Linked DNA regions of Mus musculus: all the other regions are linked to region 1. The links are chromatin contacts, called in public promoter capture Hi-C maps. All regions are on one chromosome and are shown on one strand. Each heading gives the region's core, a stretch centred on a gene start, on an enhancer-like site or on the middle of the called end of the contact. The rest is flanking DNA. Distances are from core to core; before and after follow the strand shown.

Region 1 (2,890 bases), core at 174-2,673:
TCTTCCAGGTGGAAGGTGACAGTCTCTGCCTACTCAATCAAAGGCAGCACTCTTACCAGCAGCAGCTACATCTCTGCTCTCCAGCCTTGAAGTGGTAACTTCCTTTTCCCCACTTGGTGTGCACCCAAGCCTTCTACAAGTGGATCAGAAAGAAGGCCAAATGTTTCTGCTTGAAGAGGAACCTATGTCTCAGCGTGATACAGCATAGTACAGGAGGCCGAAAGGCTTGTCCTGTTAACAAACTGAATCTATCTTTACCCATTAACCAAGAGACCACCTGCCTGCCTGTCAGCCTGTCTCCTTTCCCTCTTCCCCACCCCCAGGTGTGATCAGAGTTAGGAGGTCAGGCCCTCACCTGAACTAGAAACTGTTTGTACCATCTTTCTCTCAAGGAGCCTTCTGGGAGATGCATAAAGTGGGGTGGAGATGAGGCTACCTAAGGCCCTTCACCTCCTCACCTGTGCCCCTTGGGCAGTACACTGAGGTTTGGTCTCCTTGTCCTAATGATGGCCCAGATGGAACAGTGTCAGAGATTCCTTCTGTGAAAAAGGGCCCCCATCAAAAGGACCTAACACTGCTTCTTGCTCCAAGGAGACGCCAAGGGCCTTAAAGGGAGAGAGGGAGGTACAGTTTTCGAAACTTAAGATGGAAAGCAACACAGAGGGAAGTAACTGAGAGAGGTGAAGGTGAGAGATGGGAGAGATGACAGCTAGAGTAGGCAGCTAGAGAAGCAGAAAATGAAGAGCCAAGGGGAATACAAAAGAGTCAGAAAGAAGAGAGCAGAGTAGAGAAAGCTGACTGACAGCAAGGCGCAGGAGTGTCAGAGAAGCAAGGAAGACAAAGGGGACCCTCAGGTCTTTTTAACTGGTTTGGCCTCTTAGAGACACCTGGTACCCAAAAGAAAGCCCAAGGAGTCGGAACGGGAGGCAAGAGCAAGCGGTGGCTCCCTGGCCCCAGCCGCCCGGCCTCTCCCGGAACCAGCCCCAGGTCCGCCCGGTCCCAACGCCCCTCCCGGCCCGCTCGCTCACCTGCCAGCGCCAGGATCTGGGCCTTGTGGAGCAACAGCGCGCCCCAGTCCCGAGGGGCACGCGGGGGACTCTCGGGCTCGGCGCCCAGCTCCTCCGGGCCCCGGTACACCGCGTACACCTTCTGGTTGTCAAAATCCAGTCGCGAGCGGGGACTGAAGTCGCGCACGCACGACACGGGCAGCGCGTAGCAGACGTTGTCCTCCAGGAACCGCACAAAGGCGTACATGGTGGGCGCCGGGGGCGGGCCCGGGCGCCGGTCAGCCCGTGGGGCGGTGCGGAGGTGGGGACCCCTAGAGGGGCGTGAGCCGCAGCCGGGCCGGGGGCGGGGAGGCTCCCCGGGGCCCCGGCTCCCCCCACTGTTATTGTTCCTGAAAGCCCCGCTCTGCCAATCGGCTGCTCTCGCCTGGGCGCGGAAAAGGGAGGGGAGTGGAGAGAGCCGGGCGAGGGGCGGATGAGGGGGTTTTGAAGCACACCGCCACTTGCGAAGTCAGACCCGAGCAATCACAGCCGGAGTGCGATTGCAGTAAGGTGGGGAAAGAGCATATATGATAGTAGCGTTAGAGGATAGGAGGAGCGCTGCTAAAAGTCGCTTTCGGGCGGATTCAATAGTTTAGTGTTTCGAATTTAGCTAAGCGCCTCCGTTCCTTCAGTCCACCCTCCAAACCCATTTCCCCCTTTTCTCTTTCTTTTGCAAAATTGCCAGCACCTGCTGTGAGGGTCAGTGAGCCAGAAACATTCCCCTAGAGCTGCCAAACCAGTTTTTGGCCAGAACTAGAGTAATCTGAGGTTTCCAGTTGAACCAGCTGCTGGGATACCAGAGGGTTAGACCAGGGCTGTTTTTATCCTAAGGGAGCAGCGGCACCCCTCTTCCCTGTGGTCTTTCTCCATTGAGGAATCGCCTCCACTACTTGTTGATTCTGGGCTGGAACAGTTGGAATGAAACAAGGATGGAGGGCTCTAGGGAGCCAGAGCAGAGGCCGGACTTTCTGGAGTCAGTTGAGTTCAGGAGCCAAACTGGGCAGAACAGCAGTCCCTTCTCTGTTTCCAAAATCACAGATGAGAACCTGGAAAGGTTGGTTCCTGCAGACAAACCACACCTTCCAGAGAAAGAAGGCTGAGAGTTGTACTTGTTCTGTATTGTATGCTTACAGGGAAACTGAGCTATTTATATTCCAATTGTCTAGCTCAATACCAGGGTATTTGTCAGAGAGAGATTGGTGAATTTTGGGGGAAGGATAAACAGAATTTCACATACATCCATTCTTCCACTTATTCTTTTATTCAAGTAACTAATATTTTTCTGAGCACACACTCCATGTTATATTGTAGGCTTGGTGGTCTATAGAAAGAATAGATACCTAGGACCTTGTAGTATTTACTAAAGTATTAGAACTTGAATCTCAGTTGGATCCTATGTCAATATTAAATTACTGTCTGAATAACCCATTTTTTCTGCTACTTGTAATCTTTCATTCTAGTCTGAGAGCATTAAGAAAGCTTAATAATGAGGTTATAGTGAGAAAAGTATTCTCATAAAGGCATGCATAAAGGAGGTGGTAGATTTAACGAAATGCTATGTTTTTAAAAACTCATTTAAATAAATTTAACCTGTAACAAAACAAGTGCACTGAAATGTTTATTATGATTCTGAGTTTCTTGCATAGGTGAGAGATTTTGTTTTCTCTTGTACTCTTTATGCTCATATTCCACATACACACATTCTTGTTGCTAGTCCTCACAATAATAATAAAAGGCATTTAACCATTTTAAACTTTAGGCACTGTGCTCACATTCCAAATCAGCTATACTCATGATAGAGATAAAGCCAAACTCCCAAATTCACTTCATTGTGATTTGAGGAG
Region 2 (2,890 bases), core at 220-2,719, 2.0 Mb after region 1:
GTATCTCAGACTGTAGCCCAAGTTAGCCTAGAATTCACTATGCCCAGGCTTGCCTTGAACTCATTAATCTGCTTCCTCGGGCTTCTGGCTGCTAGAATGGAAGGCATGAGCCACTATGCCAGGCAAAAGATCATATAATAGTACAATTCTGTCTACAGAAAATGCTCAAAATAGGCAAATCTATAAATATAGGTAATGAATACAGGATTTCTTTTAAAGGGGTCAAAATTCTGTAAAATTGACTGATTATATAGTTCTATTAATATGGAAACCTTCAAAATAGTGTTTGTGTGCTTGGAGGGGGGGAGATGCCGAAGTGCATTTGCCTTATTTTTTGTGGAGGGGGAACTGGGGATAGGGTTGGGAGTAGGTGTCCTATGGCCTCTGTGTAAAGATGGGAGGACAGACAACATTCTAAAGTAAGCTCTCTCCTTTACCATGTGTTTCCTGGAGAGTCACACTGCGTTTAACAGGCTTAGTGACAAGTTCCTTTACCTGTTGGACCATCTCTCTAGCTCTGAAAAATTAATTCTAGATAGGATCTCACTGTGTACCTCTGTTCTAGAACACACTATATAGATCAGGCTGGTCATAAACTCAGAGATTTGTCTGCCTCTGCCTCCCAAGTGCTGGGATTAAAGGTATACACCTCCACACCTGGCTACAATTTAAAAACAAAAATATGTCTGTGTGGGGGTATTTCACAAGAGTGCAGAGACCTACAGATGTCAACATCATATTTCCCAGTGTTGCAGGCAGTTGTGACCGTCTCCTCCCACCCCCCCACCCCACCCCCCAAAAAAAAAATGGATACTGGGAACTATCCTCTGCGGGTACTCAGAATCTTAATTGATGAGCCATTTCTCTAGGTCTCTGAATTAATAAAATGCAGGCTGAGGATATGGTTCAGTTTAGAGTTCTTGTTTGCTTAACCTAAATGAAGCTTGGGTGTGAGGATGTGTTGGACCCTAATTATATTCTTACAGAATGTGGTAGCACATGACTAATCTCAGCAACTCAAGATGTAGGAGCAGAAGGATCAGGAATTCCTTAGCTACAAAACAAACCTTAAAAAAAAAAAATACCAGTCTATCTCCCTAGGTGGGGTGCTCTTTTTCAGACATGCAGGCCACTCTGGGTTATACCATCTAAATATAAAGTAGTATGTCTCGGTATTATAGATGGCATGTAAGGCTTTTATTTAGTTCTCCATGTGTCATTTGGAGACTACATATAAATGCAGTCTTGTTTTGTTGGGGTTCTCCCCTCACTCTTTTATGGTTAAAATTAATGAATCATCTAAACTAAAACATACACTGAAACCAGCTAGTTCAAATCTTCCTTTTTATGGCCTTAACTGTAAGTCTGGCAAAATTTAGAGAAAATATTCCCAGTAAGACACTGCCACTGGAGAGGGGGTGTGGCCAACAGCCGCATGTTAAGGCTGTAAAGAGTGAGCTCTTATTTCCTACTGGCTGAAAATATACAGCTGTTGGTGACAGGCTGCATTCTTTAGTAGTGACTTTATTTTTCCTTCACCACAAGCCAGACTTGTACTATTTCCAGCCTTGGATATTATTTAGGCATGTCCCACACTGCATTGTTTTAGTTTCGGAAATTGTATCATATTCCCTAACTTGAATAAACAGCTTTAAAGAGCAGGGTCTCCTTGTACTCAATTGTCCTTAGGCTTGCTGTGTAGCCAAGGATGATTTTGAACCTGTGATTCTCCTGCCTTCACCTGAATTGCTGGTGTTACAGGTGTATTTTACCATGCTGGTATTGAATCCAGCGTAATGAAGACACATTTACTTTTGGGATGTGCGTGGGGCAGGAGTTGAGACAAGGCTGTATGTAGGCTTGGCTGCCCTGGAATTCACTGTAGACCAGACTGGCCTCTGCTTCCCAAATGCTAGGATTAAAGGCACATTTTACATTTTCATTTGTTTCTTTCCTGGCTTATGTTAAGATTAGGGCCCAAAGTATAATTGACAACATTTGCCATTTTATATAGATGCTTTTTTAAATATATAACAAGGAACTAGGAATATAGTTTGGCCTAGCATGTATACAACTATGGGTTTGATTTCCAGCAGAATACATGTTATATAGTAAAAATCAGAATATTTTAGAACTTTATTAGTGGGCCAAAACTGAGGGGTGAATATCTAACTCATTATCTATCATATTGTTTTCTGTTCATTGTATATTGTGTTTTCTATAATGTTGTGTTTTTCTCAAGGAAGATTTTAGTTTAAAATTATTTCCTTAGGGCAAATACTTTTCAGTACCCTTCCACCCAAGCAGATGGGAAACTAAACAAATTATTAAGGAAAATATTGTTTTGAAATATATTTGCTTCTCAGGTTATGAGTTCCATATTACCTCAATTTGGATTTGTATAACAAATCTGTTTCCTATCAATGGTAAATGATGGTTTGATAAGACAGTTTTTAATCCAGTGCTTGGGAAGCTAAAGCAAAATGACAACATGGGCTTACATGTCAAGTCTCTGCTGTAAAAAAAAAAAAAAAAAAAAAAGTGTGGGGGGGGAGCTGGGAGCATAAGATGGCTCTGCAAGTAATTGGTATGCCAGATGAGAGGACCTGAGTTCAATCCCCCAGACCTACATAGTGGAAAGAAAGTACCAACCACATTGTTCTTAGACTTCAAACACACTAAATACAGAAATACAAGTAAAGAGCAAAAATATTTGGTAGAATAGAGGGAAAAGAAGAATCTAAAGGAATCAGAGGATGACTAACCTCTTGTCATTCTGTTTGTATATCCACCTTGGGAGACTTAAGTGAGGTCATCATAGAGTGGGCTGGGCACTGAGACCCTGGATTATGTATTTTCCTTGCCTATTATTTATGTTTATTTACTTGAG
Region 3 (2,890 bases), core at 127-2,626, 1.7 Mb after region 1:
TCCAGAAAGCAGTGTTTGTAAATTTGTATTAGTGCTAGTTATCACTTTAACAGTGCCAATCTCCTATCATAGCTTCCAGATAACTAAAAACTCAGAGTTCCCAGAATGTATACATGGAATACAGTATACATGGAATCCTAAATATTCTGTTAAAATGATTTTTAAAGAAGTTCATCCCCTTTGTTGTTACCTGATTCACAATATTCAGCTTTCGATACCTCAAAAATTAGCTCTAATCTTTTTCTTAACAACTTAAAGAAACACTGCCAAATTCTTGTAGTTCCAATTTTCCCTAACAGCCAACCTGTTGCTAAATGACTATCCAGATGTCTCTGGCTTGTTTGAATACTTTCACTTTACTCCAAGGAACTGGGTTACAGATGTTACTTGAGGATATATGTGCAGTGGCTGGTTCTAATTAGACCAATATTTGGGGGGGAGGGGAGGCGGAGGGGGGGTTTGGTTTCATTTTGACCACTGAATGCAACCATGCTGGTGTTTTTTTAAAAGCATAAAAGTATAGAAGGCAATAATCTCATATGCCTACAAGAAGACGTGAAAAGTACAGAAAATTGATGAATATGAAATATATGGATGCACTGGTCCTTTTACACTTAGACCACCATCCTCACCTCCACCTAAAAACAACCAATCCTCGGTGTAGTGAGTGAAAGAAATCCCCCAATAAAGACATAGCCTTTTTAGAAAACCTTTCTAACTCACTGTAAGCTTTGTTTAAAGTTAATTGCATTTCTCCTTTTCCCTCAAGACTAGAAGTTCACATTTTCTAGACCCTGAAGTTCGTCGGGATTTCTTGTAATATGCTTTCAGTTCTCATAAAACTCGGTCTACAAGACTTCTCTGCCCTGTGGTGCTGTCAGTTGTGTCGCCTCTGCAGCCCTGGCAATGACCTGACAGGTGCCAAGGCCTGTGGCAGAGCAAAGGAGTCCAGCAGCCCCGGGCCAGGCCACTCGAACTCGGCGAGCCTGGTCGGGGAGCGCCGAGGAGGGTGGAGCTGCCCGGCTCCAGCAGAGGAGATCCTACCCGTCAGCTGCAGGGCCGCCGAGCCTCTAAGGGCCTCCGCCCGCACCCGCGGCCTTAGTTACCACCACCGGGGTCCCGCACGGTAGAGGCTCCCACTCCAGCCAGCCCCAGAACAGCAGGCCAGGCCGGGCCGAACCCACCCCGCTTCGGCAGGGGAGACTAGCGAAGCGAGAGGGCAGGCGGGAGCGCCAGCGAACCCAGGCCCAGCGCGGGCAGAGAAGGGCGCAGGGCCGCGAGGGCGGAGCGAGCGGGCTGCCGGCCACTGCGCCGCCAGGGCGTTGGGCGGGGCGTGGGCGGGGCCCGGCCTTCCCGCTCCCGCGGCGCCCTAACTCGGCGGAGCCTCCTTAAAACTCTGCCGTTAAAATGGGGGCGGGTTTTTCAACTCAAAAAGCGCTCAATTTTTTTCTTTTCAAAAAAAGCTGATGAGGTCGGAAAAAAGGGATAAGAAACCGGCACAGTACCTTCAGAGGCAACCGTAGCAGCAGTTGCTTCAGCGGAAAAAGAAGCAAAGGAGGGAGGGAAGGGAAAGATCCTAAAGGAAAGACGCGCAAGTGTCTGTAGCGGAGAAGGGAGCGGCGATCAGAGATTTGGGGGAGTCGGACTACAAAAGAAACTGTCAGCTGCGGCTCGCGACCGGCCGGCGCAGCCTGCCTCGGCTCCGGAACCCAACTGGCTGGCAGCCGCTGTCCTGTCCGCGGCACTGATAGGGGCACAGGCCGGAGGACCGCCAAGAACTAACTGGCCAAGTGGCACCGAGCGCCCGAGCTGCTGGGCGGCCGCCAAGAAGTTGGCGGGACTGGCTGCGCCCGGGATCTGTGGCGACCGCTCCTACTTCCAAAGACCCTTCCCATCATCGGACGCCCCGGGAAAATCTGAAAGGGAGGGAACGACAGCGGCAGAGGCGACGGCCGCCCCTCAGCGAGCGCTTGCAGTGAAGAGCCTGAGCTAGCTCGGTCGTAGGCGGGAAGTTACTGGTGAGCTGGCCGGGTGCAAGAGCGATGCTGCCGCGAGCTACCCCAGCGGCTGGAGCCCCATAGACGCTTCCCCCTTCGCCGTGCACCGTCTTCAGGCTGCCGGGAGTCCCGGGACCCGGCGGGGCCGGCATGACGGGCTTGGCGGGGGTCTGCCGCACACCCACCAGCCTCCGGAGACCCGCGCCCTGCCCGGCTCCCACGGCCTCTGAGGCTCGGCGGGGCTGCGGCAGCTCGGCGGGCGGGCTCCGGAGGCTCTTCTGAAGACGCCGAGCCCGCTAGGGAGTCGTTGAGACCTGAGAGTTGAGGGCTTCAGAGCTGCTGCTCTGGTCTGCCCTCAGCGATCGTCTTTAACCCTCCCGAGCACGTCAGCATCCAGCCAGCGCGGCGCTCTGCTAGCGAGCGAGCAGCACTCTGGACTACCCCCTTCGGCTAGACGGATGGAAAGTGAGCTCTGCGAAGGACCTGACTCTGAAATTCTGCCTCAAATCACCACTGTGAACAAGGGTGGGTTAATACCTTTTCTACTCTCTAATACTTTTTCTTTCGCGGTGTTGTCTGAGCTGACCTAGTCCTTTAAGTCTCCGCAACATCTTCCTCACAGAGCTGTAAAGCTTAGGTACGTGACAGCTCTGCCTACATCTCACGTCCATAGTAATTAATCAAGAACTGCTTCTGTGTATGTATCTCTGTTGAATCGCCAGAATCCTTCTTAGGGGTTAAGCTAAAAAGCTAGAGAAGGAGCCCCTCTCCAATGGGCTCACTTTTGCTGAATAATCACGTGTGAATCGAGGGGCGGGCTTTTGGCAGGCCGACCTTACTAGTATTTACTACCAAGCTCTACTCCAGATTAACCATCCCAGTCCTTCTGTCAG
Region 4 (2,890 bases), core at 131-2,630, 1.4 Mb after region 1:
GAGAAAGAGCAAAAAAAGTGCCAACTATGAGAAACCCGGCGTGCCTGAGAGAGAAACGGAGCCAGAGCGAGGGGAACGCAGAGAATGTTTTGTCAGAAATGCCTTAGGAACTGGAGGAAAGGAATCTTGCTGAGAAACGAAAGAGGGCGTCTCCAGTACTTAGGGAAGTAGTGCGGATTAGAAGGATTGCCAGGGTCTTTTCAGAAGAGTTGGGAAGAAAAGAGAGTGGTGGCCTGTAAGAAGCTCAGAGCAGAACAGATGGGCGGCTTCCGGGCTGCCAGGGGAGAAGGCCCAGCTAAATGAGTTGGGCAGTAACTAAGGACCTGCCCCCTAACAAGAGTAAGGCTAAAGTGTTGCCTTGGGGCCTGGGGTGAGGGCGAGGAAGAAAGTATAAAAACTGCAGGCAGGGCAGAGAGTTTATGAGTGGGTGGAGAGCCACAGTTAAGTAGTTGGAGCATCTAGGGAAGGGAGCTGCACTTTGTCAGGGAAGGAACAAGCCACTAGGCCTCGCGCACCAGCCCTGTGTCCCCTGGGCTCCTCCTTCCAGACCCCACCCCACCCCCAGTGTGACCGTGCTCTCACCTGCGCCCCCTGCGCCCCCTGCACTCCCCGCGGGCGCTCCAGCTCCAGGACCCCCGCCGTCGGTGGCGCAAACCGAGCCAAAGACTTCGTAGGCAGGCCGCGGGGGGATGATGCCGTTGGCGGCGGCCAGCGCCAGGCCCTCGGCAGTGCCGTACAGCAATTGCAACTCGCGCGCCTCGTTCTCCTCCTGCGCCTGCTGCCTGCGCAAGGCCACCTGAGCCGCCATGACGCGCTGGCGCTCGGCGATGAGCGTACACTTGGCGCACAGGCAGTCCTTCCAGCGGCAGTAGCGCTTGTGGCCCTTGAGCGCGGACACCACTCCGTGGTTGCGGCAGCGCGCGCACTTGGGGGTCCGCGGGTACTTCTCCGCTGCCCTCAACAGCAGCGGCGGCGCCCGCAGCAAGCCTCCGGCCACGCTCACTGGTAGCGATGCTGCGGCAGCTGCCGCCGCAGCCACCGACGCCACCGATGCCACGGGTGGTCCCGTCGCTGTCGCTGCTGCTGTCGCCGCACCGGGCACGCTGGGCAGCTCCGAGCGCAGCTCCATGGCTGGACCTAGCGTGGGGAAAGTGGGGATACCTGAGTCAGGGTAATACAGTCACTAGGCTTAAGCACGGCCTGCAGAAACCCATTTTGGGAAACTTTGGTTGTACAAGTTTAACTAAACTTGTGGCTGTCAAACTGCTGGGGAAACGAACTGGAAGCTCCCTGTAAACAAGTACGCCCCCACCCCCACCACTGACCTCTTATATCTGACTACACGTGTAAGATTTCGTTTGAATCAGTAGTTCCGCCAAGGGGAAAAAAACAAGACAACGTTTGGAAGTCATTGGTGCAGTTGAATGTAAAGAGGATTTGGAAAGAAAATATTATGCCCAAAGCTTAGGTTAATTGGGGTGAGTCGAGAAAAGAGAAATATTTGCCTGAAAGGGACTCAGATTACAGAGAAAACTTGGGACCAACAAGCGGATGTCAAAGGCAAAGCAAGAAAAAAAAAAAAAAAGGAGCAAAATGATCCCGTTTGGTGGACAGGTGAAGAGGAGAGAAATGTGCAGGCGGGGTGAGGAGGTGAACAGGTTGGGCTGGGGTCTTAATTGTAGCTTTCAATGTGGAAGCAGAGGAATTCGAGCAAAAAGGAACTGAAGAATTTTTTCCTGTTAGAAGTAGGGTAAGAACTAGAAGACAAAACTTGGAGGCAAAGTTCGGCTTATGGCCCTGGGATCACAGCCAAAAGAATTCTGCAAATACTGTGGTCTGAGCCTCTAAAGGGTTAGTTCTATTCCACAGAACTGAGTGTAGGAGAGCTGAGAAGAGAGAAAAGCCATCGGAAGAAACTTTCTTTGGACTGGCCACCCTAGCTCAAAGATTAGTTGAATAACAAGAAAAACGTCCAGAAACAGCTGACAAGGCGACCCGGACTGAGGTCCACCGAGAGGGACAGCGCTGCTTAGGAAAAAAATCTCCAGCAAAAGGTAGGGCGGGGATAGGGTGAAACCTGTGGCTTGGGGGTTAGACTTTTAGTCTGGAGTAGTCAGAGGAAAGCACATCTTCAGAAAAGTTAGACTTTGCAGGAGCCAGAGTCCTTTTGCTCAATGCCTCTTACCCAACCCCCACCCCTCCCAGTTTAGGAACTGAGTCCTCAGACACGCCCTCCTCATCCTGGGACCTCTTGGGACCCCGCTTGTGCGCAGGTTCCAGAGTGTTGGTCTCAGACCAGGGTTCTGGGACTTGCACAATCCAGCAGGCCTCAAAGGAGGCCAGGAAGTCGCCTCCAAAACTGACCCTGAAGGGACCCGAGAGTCTCACCTGCGCCGCAGCCGCAGAAGGCCCAGCAGGCCCTGCTCCTGGCTTCCGCCGCGGCCTCCACTCCCCGCCACGCAGCCCGGGTCCCCGCCAGAGCCGGGAGCCGCTCCTGGGGTCCGGGTCTGGGAATCCCAGAGCACCGTGTGCTCCGAGGCCTCTTCCCCCAGACCCTCAAGCACTCAATGCCCAAGGCCCGGCAGGGCCTGGGCCTCGCCCTCGGGGGCCACCGACCCGGTCGCCTCCCCTGCTCGGCTGCCGGCCCTCCCCTACCTGCCTCGAGCTCCGGGCTCCTCCTCTGTTGGCGCAGCACGCGTCGCCCAGCTCGGCTCGCGCCTCGGCTCTCTTGGCCTCGTCCCTCTGCCCCCGGCCCCTTCTCTGACCACGTCACCCTCCTTCAGCCACCATGTCCGAACTTCCGGACCCCTCTAGGAACACAGCAGTCCAACACCCCGGAGGGGCCTCGGGGCCGGGGGCCTGGCCGAGGGCGGGCTGGTTGCAACCGGCG
Region 5 (2,890 bases), core at 245-2,744, 1.3 Mb after region 1:
AAGAAAGGAGGGCCAGTGGTTGAGGCCCAGCCTCTGGGTTCATTCATTCTCTGGGTCTATTTCCTGAACCTTGCTATGAGGCTAGTCATCTATGGTAGACGCTAGACTATTTGGGAGTGTTGGACAGGATAATCACTGTGACTACTCTTTGCAAAATGATTTAAGATGCAGAAGTGAGTTTTTGATAATAACACCAAACTTGACTTCCACTAGCTGATCCCCATCCAAGAAAGCAACTGTGGTTTTAGTTTCTATCTACCATGTTATGGTAGATATTTCTTCATGGTATAGTTATTTCTTTATTTCATATAGTTTCTGTGCAGTGTATAGAAGTATCATTCAATTCCAAAAAAAGAAAGCAAGAAATCAGGCCTGGTAACATAGGCCAGTAATTGCAGCTGCTCAAGAGGCTGAGACAGGAAGGTAAGTAAATCTAAGACCTGCCTGGGAGAGAGAGAGAGAGAGAGAGAGAGAGAGAGAGAGAGAGAGAGAGAGAGAACCACTCCCCCATGGGTCCTTTCTCTGCTTGAGTTCCTGACTTCCCTGGGTGATAGACTATAATTTGGATGTGTCAGCCAAATAAACCCTTTCCTTTCCAAGTTGTTCTTGTTCAAGGTGTTTTATCAAACCAATACGAAGCAAACTAGGACAATATTCAACCCTTAAGATTCAGATTTTGCTTCTACTTTTCTCCAGTGTTCCAGTATAAACAACTTGGGTAAAGAATTCCAAGTGGGTAAAACAGCTCAGTGGATAAAGTCACTTCCTGCCAACCTTGATGGCCTGAGGTTGATCCCCAGAATCCATGAGTCATGCAGAAGGAGCAAATCTACTCTTGCAAGTTGCCTTCTGATCTCCACAGGTGCAACATGATACTGTCTAGCCATATACAAATAAGTAAATTAATTTAAAAGGAATTCTTCTTTCAGACAGGTTCTCGTTACATAGGCCTGGTTGGTCTGAAACTTTCACTAGACCACTCTGGCTTCAAAATTAAAGATATTTTCCTGCCTCTGACTTTCTAGGTATTGGGATTAAAGGGCCTTCCATGGCATAGTTAGCCAATCTTGAATTTGAATTTAAGGCATGCTGCTCTGTCACTGGTACCTTCTCCTTAGCAAGTGCCCTGGGCCCTGCACAGGTTCCATCAGCACCACTGTGACACTTCAGTGTGCCCACTCACTTTCATGTGCCATCTACTGGAAGTCCAGAAACCTTTTGAGGAATGTACTCTGTCTTGCTTGTCTGTGACCCCAGTATCTACATACAAAATCCTGACCAGATAGGTTTATAGAATTGAAGAAGTAAATTTGTTGGGGAAGATATGGGGTTAATTTCTGAGTGGCTGCAGTTAAGTGAAGGAAGTATAAAAGCCCACAATGCCTAGAGTCAAAGACACTGTCCTCAAAAAGCACATCTTCTAAGTACCGCGAGGCCCTGGCCTGCTCAAGGCCTTTATTGAGGCCCGAAGGCAAAGGCGATTTCAGAACCATGGATAGCTCCGTGGTGAGGTCCCTCTGGCCTGGAGCCTAAACAGGCCTTTCCACTACCAACCAGATGTTCCTGCTTTCTCAGCCAGCTTAAGGCTAAAACAAACCTTTTCAACCAGGGTTTATCAGAGTTTCTAAATTACATACTGGGAAGAAATTTAATTGGTTTAATTAAGAAAGTTTATTTCATGGTAATTCAGTTTTGTTATGCTGCGAGACTTAATGTGTCCTCTGGTGGGAGCGTCTGTTATAAATATTCATGGCCTCTCTCAAATACCCTCTCTTGGCCCAAATCTCCCTCCCCCAACCCATAGAGTTGGAAAATGTGTCTGAAGAATGTTGAGGAAGGTAAAGCTTCACTGAGCGAGGACACTAGGCCACGACAAGGTCAACTGAACTCACTGTAGAGAGCCAGGAGGCTGGAGCTGCAAGACACCTTGGAGATTTAATGTGTTGCTCCTGCATTTTACAGATAGAAAAAACTGAGGCCTGGAGGGAGAGGATGGGTCACTTACTTAATAGATGGCAAAGCTAATACCAGGGATTGAATCGCCTGAAATAGAGTCCATTGCATTTGCCTGACAAGTTGTAAACCCAAAGTATTTTCAAGCTAAGATTACAAATCATCTGGTTTTCTTACATATATGGAAAAAGCTGAAGACAAGAGGCTGACTTGACCAAGCCACTTATCTACCTGACTCCATCTGCAGGACTATCCAAGCCACTTAGAATCGTGCACCTTCGATCAGATAAGCTTCTGTGAAAAAAACGTGCGCACACCTAACACGGCTATACTGAGTTGCTGAAACCAGTCCACCTGGGCAAAGGTGGAAAGATGGAAATAAGAACTCCTTATTCACTGCTGAAACTACTCATCTGTCTCGTGCACTCCATTCTTTCGTGTATCTGTGCTTTATACACAGACAGCCCTCCCTAATGCAGCTGCCTAGCAACCCCCTACTCCTTCAAGAACCAGAAGTCTCTAGAATCTCTCCCCTGGCATGCACAACATGACTAGGTCCCCCCTGCCTCTATGCCCCATTGGGCATCCTATCTCATAGCAGTTGTCATGCTTAACAGTTACTTTTTTTAACTTGTCTGTCTCCCACCAGGGTAAGCTCCTTGGAATTGCCTGTGCCAAGTGCATTGTCTGGCAAAAAGACTAGAGGCTTGGCAAATAGTAGCTAAATAGATGAATGTAAAGCTGATTTAATATGGAGTTTCAGCTCGCTGGGTTATAAACCTGGAATAGTTTTATTTTTCCAATAACCGCTACCAACTGTGCTCTGCTGAGCCCGCCTTTTCCTGCTGGTAGCAGGCTGCCTAAACAAACTCAGTCTGAGGCCATAACTTCCCAGTCACTTTCAGTTATTAGAACAGTCTCATCTGGGTTCCCTGGA
Region 6 (2,890 bases), core at 142-2,641, 1.3 Mb after region 1:
AGGAGACATGCCATAAAAATTCATCAGAATAATGTAGGGATGAGACGCACTCCGATCGCCGGCAAGCAATCAACCAATCACTCATCCCGTGGCATTTACAGCACGTCTCATTCCCCTGTTCCTTAAGGACAATTGATTTTTCCTGATTCCATTAGCATAACGGCGTGGAAAATGTCTGCAGTGCAATATTTCTGGAAAGTTCCAACAAGTAGGCTGGGTACTGGAGTGTGACCATCTCCATAAAGCTTCCTCAGGCTCTGCGGCAGACACTGCCACAGCTGCCACAAAAATCACCCAGAGAGAATGACACAGACTCCAAAACTTGGAGGCCAAGGGGCCTCAGGTTGTCAAGCAGGTGACTGACGCCATTATGAATCTACTTATCTTCTTATCCTCAAACACAGGATGCAAGAAGAAATGCCAGAGAGGAGGAAGGAATAAGAAAAACCTGTCCATCCTAGCAGGGGCTAGCCTCTGATCGACTCCTTCTCAGTATCGGAGATTTAAGAGCTAAGAAAATGATGCTTAATGTAATATTTCCTCCTATGTGAACAAGAGGCTGAATAGAACCATTGTTCAGCCCTTTTGTCAGCTGAATCTCAAAACTGCATCCTCCATCAGAACATACAGATGATGAAGGAATGGGGGGGGGGGTTGTGGAGCTCAGCAGAGTTGGGTTAATTAACCTCTCTGATTCTCATTTTCTCTTTATGAAAACTGGAGACATGATGGCTTCCCATGTCGCTGGAAGAATTAAGCGAGACACCATGGAAAGCACTTAGAATGGTGCTGATGCCTAGTGACTGTCAACAAATCAGATTCCCCTCCTCCATCCTTCCTGTATTTCCTGTTCTCCCATCCACCAACAGCACCATGCCCTCACAATGTCAGCTTCAGCAGGACAGGGTAGTGAATGTCAGCCGTGTAGAAAGGAAACATAAACCTCAGAGTACTTCCATCTGCTCCTCCTCCAAACAAGACTAAAGCTCGGCTGCATCTTTCAGCTGTGCTCAGGAACGATCCTGGCTTACTCTGTCTCCTGAGTCATTCATTCCCTGTCTCTTCTTTCACACCCCCTCTCTGTTCTCACATCTTACACTTCTAAAATGCTCACATGACCTTGACACATCCCTGATTAAAACCTTCAGTGGAACCCCATGGCCATATGCCCTTTTCAAATTCATCCCAGGCCTCAGAAATCTCCCTCAGCCTCTCTCTGCTTTTTTAAGAGTCCAGTTCCCCTATATTCTTATGTGCACAGCTCTGTACCCATGTCTGCTCCAAGACTGGGCAGTCCTGAAGGTACCAGTTCTGTTTCTCCAGGACATTTTATAGCACCTGATACTCAGCAGATGTTTGGTCGGTTGATATTTAAGAAAACTAACTTACAAGGGCGGTGCTGATGTCACCAGCGAAGGTTCTGGCTTACATCAGCGGCTTGAAAGGCTGTGTGGGTGCTGACCGTGGTCCTGAATCTTAAAATGCTTCAGAGAGAACTAAAGAGATCGTAAACATATTAAAAGCAATTCTCACTCACTCAGGCTATCTCATCGTAAGAAGCCAGCCTTTGAGAGATCGAGTATGGTGGCGAATCTGGGAGCTTCAGTGCCACTCTGGTTCTCTTGATTCAAGACACAGCATCGCTCTGGATTTCCATTTGTCTCCTGACCATCCTATGTCTCAAGATTATTCTGAGGGTTCTGGCGACCCCTTTATAACCTTTCTTAAAGTACCTGTCATGAAAGACCTTAGAGGTTCTTTCCAACCTTTTTAGGGCCACCTCTACATCCTTACCTCCACCTTGTGCCCTCAGCCCACTCCCAGATGGCTTCTGTACCCAACATTGTGATAAAATAACTCTCTGTGATGATCTCATGCTGCTTAGCCCATTTTTCAATCTTCATTATACCTACTCTCCTAGGACCGTGTTTCTTATTCTCAAACACTTATCTCAGAATGTAATTACACATGCCTTTATGTGACCGTTTTATTAATACCTGCCATCCAACTCCATGAGGCTAGGAACTGTGTCTGGTCTTAATCATCACTGAGATTCCAGGTCCTAGCAAAGAGCCCACAGGAAGAAGCCTCTACTATCCCTAGGCGAGAAGGCAGGTATTGTGCCCAGGGCAACTCTGACCATGTCCAGAACTTTCTGAATCACTATAGGAAGTACTAGAACTTCTGTGTGTGTGTGTGTCAACGTCAAGGCTCTCTTCTGTCTTATGGGTATCAGAGCACTGTAGAAGTCTCTGCTTTCTTGGGAAATATGGAGAATATGATGATGCACAGTACTATGCCCAGCAACATGCACACAGAATCATCAAGAGTATTATGGTATGAGGTTTAGTGGATCATTAAGCCCAGCTGCCTTGTTAAAGAGAAAAATCTAAAGCCAGAGAAAAAAATTAACCTAAAATCTTATTGTAAGCTAATGCTAGACATGGTCCAAAGATATTAAGAGTCAGGAAGCATACGTGCTCAGATACTCTGGAGTATAGAACCCTGAATTACCCTCTACTGCGGCATGACATCCAGGGATTGTCACTGTCTGTCATTGTCCATCCCCATGTCTGTCTTTCCCTGGAAGACAAGGCTAGTGACTGATACCTAGTGCAATGCATGATACTGACTAGAACCCAACCAATATTTCTTGACTAAATGCTGGATGATGAAGACAGATTAGGAGAGTGAGTGTCAAAAGATGAGAAGAATAACTGGAAACTCTCAGAACCCAACTTAGCTCCAAAGCCCAGAAATTAGGGGTCAGTTTCAGGTCCAGACATTCCCAAGGTCCAGCACTGGGCTCCATGGTGAAATCCGTAAGAAGGCTCTGGTGGTGAAATCCTACTAATCCAAGGTGTGCACCAAGAAGGCTAAATCTATTTCC
Region 7 (2,890 bases), core at 241-2,740, 1.1 Mb after region 1:
GTAGAAGCTGACAGTGGCCCTCCTCCTTCCCCCAGCTTTTCTTTCCTTCCTTTCTTCCTTCCTTTCTTTCTTTCTTTCTTTCTTTCTTTCTTTCTTTCTTTCTTTCTTAAACTCTTAGGAAATAGTTTTTAAGGCAAAGTTGTGAACCCAATTCACTCAACAAGCTTAATCCCAAACTTGAATGCTTTTGAAATGTTGGTCATGTTAGCTGTAAAAAAAAAAAAAAAAAAAAAAAAGCAGCACTACTTACAGAAAACCAGCGATACTGGGAAATAATAAAGTTAAAATGTAGAATTATTAGCACATTAAAGTGCTTTTGTTGTATCTTTAAGCCTAGAGGCAGATCATTAAATATGCATTTCGCTAGAAAGCAACTGTCAAGAAAGATAAGGTGGTTGAAAATACTCTCCACAGAAAAAGCCCTCTATCGGAGGGATGGGCTCCTGTATCCCCCAGGACCCAGAAAGGAAGGACACTCCCACTGCGAAGGCTTGCAGTCCTCCAATGACCTGCAGTTGTGACAGGACTTTTTGAGCTGGAAGAAGGTAAAAGGTAAAAAATACAAGCATGGCTGTTGTTGCTTCAGCCGGGCTTTAATTACCAGACACAAGAAGCAGTTCAGAAATCTGGTCTCTGTTGTTGTAGAGGTCACCAGATCATTAACATCGTCAATCTGGCAGTAGCTAATTTAAATAGCACCTGATGTTGCAACGCCTCCCTTCGTTTCCCCAGCCAATCAGAGTCTGGCTTCAGCTGACAGATGGTCCCATAAATGGATGTAAAAAGGGGAAGCTTCGAGCCAATTTCAGCAAGGCTCTGTTCAGTTGTTCTTATCTACATCCTAGAATCGGGGGTTTCAGCTCACTGCGCCTTTTCTTCCTCTCTTTTTTTTCCCCCTTTCTTTCCCACCCCACCCCCTCCCAATAATAGATTTACTTTACAATCATCCACACTGTGGTCTGTGGATCTTTAATATATATATATATAAAACAATAGTAGTCATTTTTAAGTATATTCTGAAACCTTTGCAAATTTTAAGAGAAGAGTCGAAGCGCTGCGAGACCCAATATTTGCCAATAAGAATGGTTATGGTAGGTATGCCTAGATATGTAATCTGTTGTTCGTGTTGCTAGAGGGAAGACAAGCGTCTACACCTTGGCCAGTCTTAATGCTTGCACGAGAGTTTAGTTCTCTGCTGCTCTCTTGTTCCTTCATTTACTATATCTTTTGTGTAGCGTGCGGGTAGGTCCTTTTTTTGAAAAGCAGTGGGGAGAGAGATTGTCATTTTTAACAGGTCGTTGTCAGTTTTCCCTTCCACATAAAAGCCGAGGGTGGGGATGGGCTGAAATAATTGCTGGTTTGTTGAAAGAGATTCTATTACTTGAGACCATCTGAGGGGGTGGAAGGGGGTTTCTTTTTGTAAGAGAGAAGAGGCTTGTCTACATGCCTGGGTTTTGTGGGGCATTGGGTGGATGCAGCAGGGTTAGGAATCTCTCCATTTCTGTGCTGGTGGAAATGTAAACCTCGAGAGGCAGCTCCTGGATGCTGAACGTTGAGATGGGCAGTTGTGTTTCTGGGGACTGCGCAGTCAAAACGGCAAAGAGAGTGATTTATTTGGGCTTCAGTAAACGCTGCATCTTGTATTTCAAAGAGTTTCCTGTCATGACCTCATAAAAAGAGGAGGCGGCTTGTATGTGTAGCGGTGCCTGGCGTGTTGAGTTGTTGCTTCCTTCTCTGGGCAGCAGCTCTGTAAGAAGGGAATGTCAGCTTTTACATAACGCTCCTTTCTGCTTTTGACACACTGTGTGAGGGTCCATCTTCTGATCACAGATGGAGTGGAATGGCTTGAAGATGGTAAGTGAAAAGAAGGCAGCTTGGAGGTTCCAGCCGTGTGTGTGTGTGTGTGTGTGTGTGTGTGTGTGTGTGTGTGTGTGTAAGGATGGTGGACTGCATCGTAAATCACTATTCTGGTATGCGTGTGTGTGCATGTGTGTATTAGTATTTCTTTTTCTGAAATTCAGAATCTGCCTCTAAGTATAATGGCATTGCATGCACACAAGGCATATACTGTCTCTTCCTTCCATCAAACACATTTTAGGCAAGCAAGGTTGGTGTCTTTTTTTGACAATCACAATGTCACCGTCACTGTTGGCTGGCGTGTCCACCGCCTCTGTGAGCCTTCAGCCGAATTACACGACTGTTAAAGTTAAAGGCACATTTCTTTTTCAGTCTTCGTGCTAGGAGTGATGGGGAAGGCAGGGAATGAGGGGTGGAGGAGGTGAGATTCAGTACCAGCAGATGCAATTGTGAAACAGGACTTTGAGATGTGGATAGGGAAGTGGAAAACCTTTCTGCCGAAGTAGTAAATCTATTTTTAGCATCGTCTTTTTCTGGAAAAAGAAACAGGGAAACTCCTTGAGTGTTGTTCCTGTCTCCTGGTGTTGACCCTAAAGATATGGCACAAAATGGCACGAATTGATGCCATGAGTGCCCACTTTGACTTTGAATTTTCACCAGCAATATATTTCAGGGGATTGGGGACTGGGTAGTGGGGAAAGGTATAAATTCATTTTTTTTTTTAAAAAATCAGAGAAGCCCAAGGAGGACTTTTCACTCTGCATAGATGTTATAACAAAGCTATGGTCTTTTTCCCATTCTTAGAGGATTGCCTTTGTCTGGCTGCTTGTTTTGATGGGTGTAAAACAAATAAGATTAGACCGAGCAGCCCAACTGAAAGCGATAGCTGGGAGGAAAACCCAATGAAAGGTTGCCGGGGAAACGAACAGAGGCAAAGCCGAGCAGGGAGCAGGTGGCTATCATGAGAACACACTGCAAACAGTGTAAAAAGGGAGGAGGGGGGACAGGACCTCGATTATCTTTGCTGTTCTTT

Evidence for each region. Promoter capture Hi-C pulls out the DNA fragments that hold promoters and counts their contacts. Capture Hi-C pulls out chosen DNA fragments and counts their contacts.
Region 2: a promoter capture Hi-C map of embryonic stem cells shows a contact between it and region 1, with 3 times the contacts expected there. The contact joins the enhancer-like site here to the promoter of Bend5 in region 1. A contact is called at or near these places in 6 of 39 promoter capture datasets (cranial neural crest, embryonic stem cells, frontonasal cranial neural crest and 2 more) and 1 of 115 datasets of contacts at active chromatin or transcription factors (kidney).
Region 3: a contact with region 1 is called in a promoter capture Hi-C map of second pharyngeal arch cranial neural crest. The contact joins the promoter of Cdkn2c here to the promoter of Bend5 in region 1. A contact is called at or near these places in 9 of 39 promoter capture datasets (the C10 cell line, cranial neural crest, embryonic stem cells and 5 more) and 2 of 115 datasets of contacts at active chromatin or transcription factors (astrocytes and embryonic stem cells).
Region 4: a contact with region 1 is called in a promoter capture Hi-C map of embryonic stem cells, with 6 times the contacts expected there. The contact joins the promoter of Dmrta2os here to the promoter of Bend5 in region 1. A contact is called at or near these places in 13 of 39 promoter capture datasets (the C10 cell line, cranial neural crest, embryonic stem cells and 6 more), 2 of 484 Hi-C or Micro-C datasets (both in embryonic stem cells), 7 of 115 datasets of contacts at active chromatin or transcription factors (astrocytes, embryonic forebrain, embryonic limb bud and 3 more) and 1 of 9 other capture datasets (embryonic stem cells).
Region 5: a promoter capture Hi-C map of second pharyngeal arch cranial neural crest shows a contact between it and region 1. The contact joins the enhancer-like site here to the promoter of Bend5 in region 1. A contact is called at or near these places in 12 of 39 promoter capture datasets (the 3T3-L1 cell line, 3T3-L1-derived adipocytes, cranial neural crest and 7 more) and 3 of 115 datasets of contacts at active chromatin or transcription factors (embryonic forebrain, embryonic stem cells and stem cell-derived neural progenitor cells).
Region 6: a contact with region 1 is called in a promoter capture Hi-C map of second pharyngeal arch cranial neural crest, with 6 times the contacts expected there. The contact joins the enhancer-like site here to the promoter of Bend5 in region 1. A contact is called at or near these places in 9 of 39 promoter capture datasets (the 3T3-L1 cell line, the C10 cell line, the HPC-7 cell line and 6 more) and 7 of 115 datasets of contacts at active chromatin or transcription factors (differentiating embryonic stem cells, embryonic forebrain, embryonic hindbrain and 4 more).
Region 7: a promoter capture Hi-C map of pancreatic islet shows a contact between it and region 1. The contact joins the promoter of Elavl4 here to the promoter of Bend5 in region 1. A contact is called at or near these places in 13 of 39 promoter capture datasets (the 3T3-L1 cell line, 3T3-L1-derived adipocytes, the C10 cell line and 8 more), 3 of 484 Hi-C or Micro-C datasets (bone marrow-derived macrophages and cortical neurons), 12 of 115 datasets of contacts at active chromatin or transcription factors (SST interneurons, astrocytes, differentiating embryonic stem cells and 8 more) and 1 of 9 other capture datasets (pancreatic islet).

Annotation. Positions count from the first base shown.
Region 1 is chr4:111,413,539-111,416,428 of GRCm38.p6, reverse strand. It overlaps Bend5 (BEN domain containing 5), which reads right to left and starts at 1,423. Exons shown (of 6, transcript NM_026279.3): 1 at 1,029-1,423. The coding sequence starts at 1,254. All of the region lies in intron 6 of Agbl4 (ATP/GTP binding protein-like 4), which reads right to left.
Region 2 is chr4:109,459,225-109,462,114 of GRCm38.p6, reverse strand. All of the region lies in intron 1 of Rnf11 (ring finger protein 11), which reads left to right. Among named protein-coding and RNA genes, the nearest start is that of Rnf11, 16 kb to the left of the region's middle. Within about 2 kb of position 1,469, at least 98 of the 459 cell types and tissues checked have an H3K27ac peak or open chromatin away from gene starts, as enhancers often do.
Region 3 is chr4:109,665,242-109,668,131 of GRCm38.p6, reverse strand. It overlaps Cdkn2c (cyclin dependent kinase inhibitor 2C), which reads left to right and starts at 1,376. Exons shown (of 3, transcript NM_001301368.1): 1 at 1,376-2,522.
Region 4 is chr4:109,978,102-109,980,991 of GRCm38.p6, reverse strand. Dmrta2os (a long non-coding RNA gene) reads left to right here and starts at 1,380. Exons shown (of 4, transcript XR_868017.3): 1 at 1,380-2,054; 2 at 2,206-2,890. It overlaps Dmrta2 (doublesex and mab-3 related transcription factor like family A2), which reads right to left. Exons shown (of 3, transcript NM_172296.2): 1 at 2,656-2,890; 2 at 583-1,137. The coding sequence starts at 1,129.
Region 5 is chr4:110,086,650-110,089,539 of GRCm38.p6, reverse strand. No RefSeq gene overlaps it. Among named protein-coding and RNA genes, the nearest start is that of Gm33070, 65 kb to the left of the region's middle. Within about 2 kb of position 1,494, at least 29 of the 459 cell types and tissues checked have an H3K27ac peak or open chromatin away from gene starts, as enhancers often do. A contact at or near this core is called in second pharyngeal arch cranial neural crest, where this site is marked.
Region 6 is chr4:110,118,177-110,121,066 of GRCm38.p6, reverse strand. No RefSeq gene overlaps it. Among named protein-coding and RNA genes, the nearest start is that of Gm33070, 33 kb to the left of the region's middle. Within about 2 kb of position 1,391, at least 24 of the 459 cell types and tissues checked have an H3K27ac peak or open chromatin away from gene starts, as enhancers often do. A contact at or near this core is called in second pharyngeal arch cranial neural crest, where this site is marked.
Region 7 is chr4:110,285,434-110,288,323 of GRCm38.p6, reverse strand. Elavl4 (ELAV like RNA binding protein 4) reads left to right here and starts at 1,490. Exons shown (of 7, transcript NM_010488.4): 1 at 1,490-1,854. The coding sequence starts at 1,831.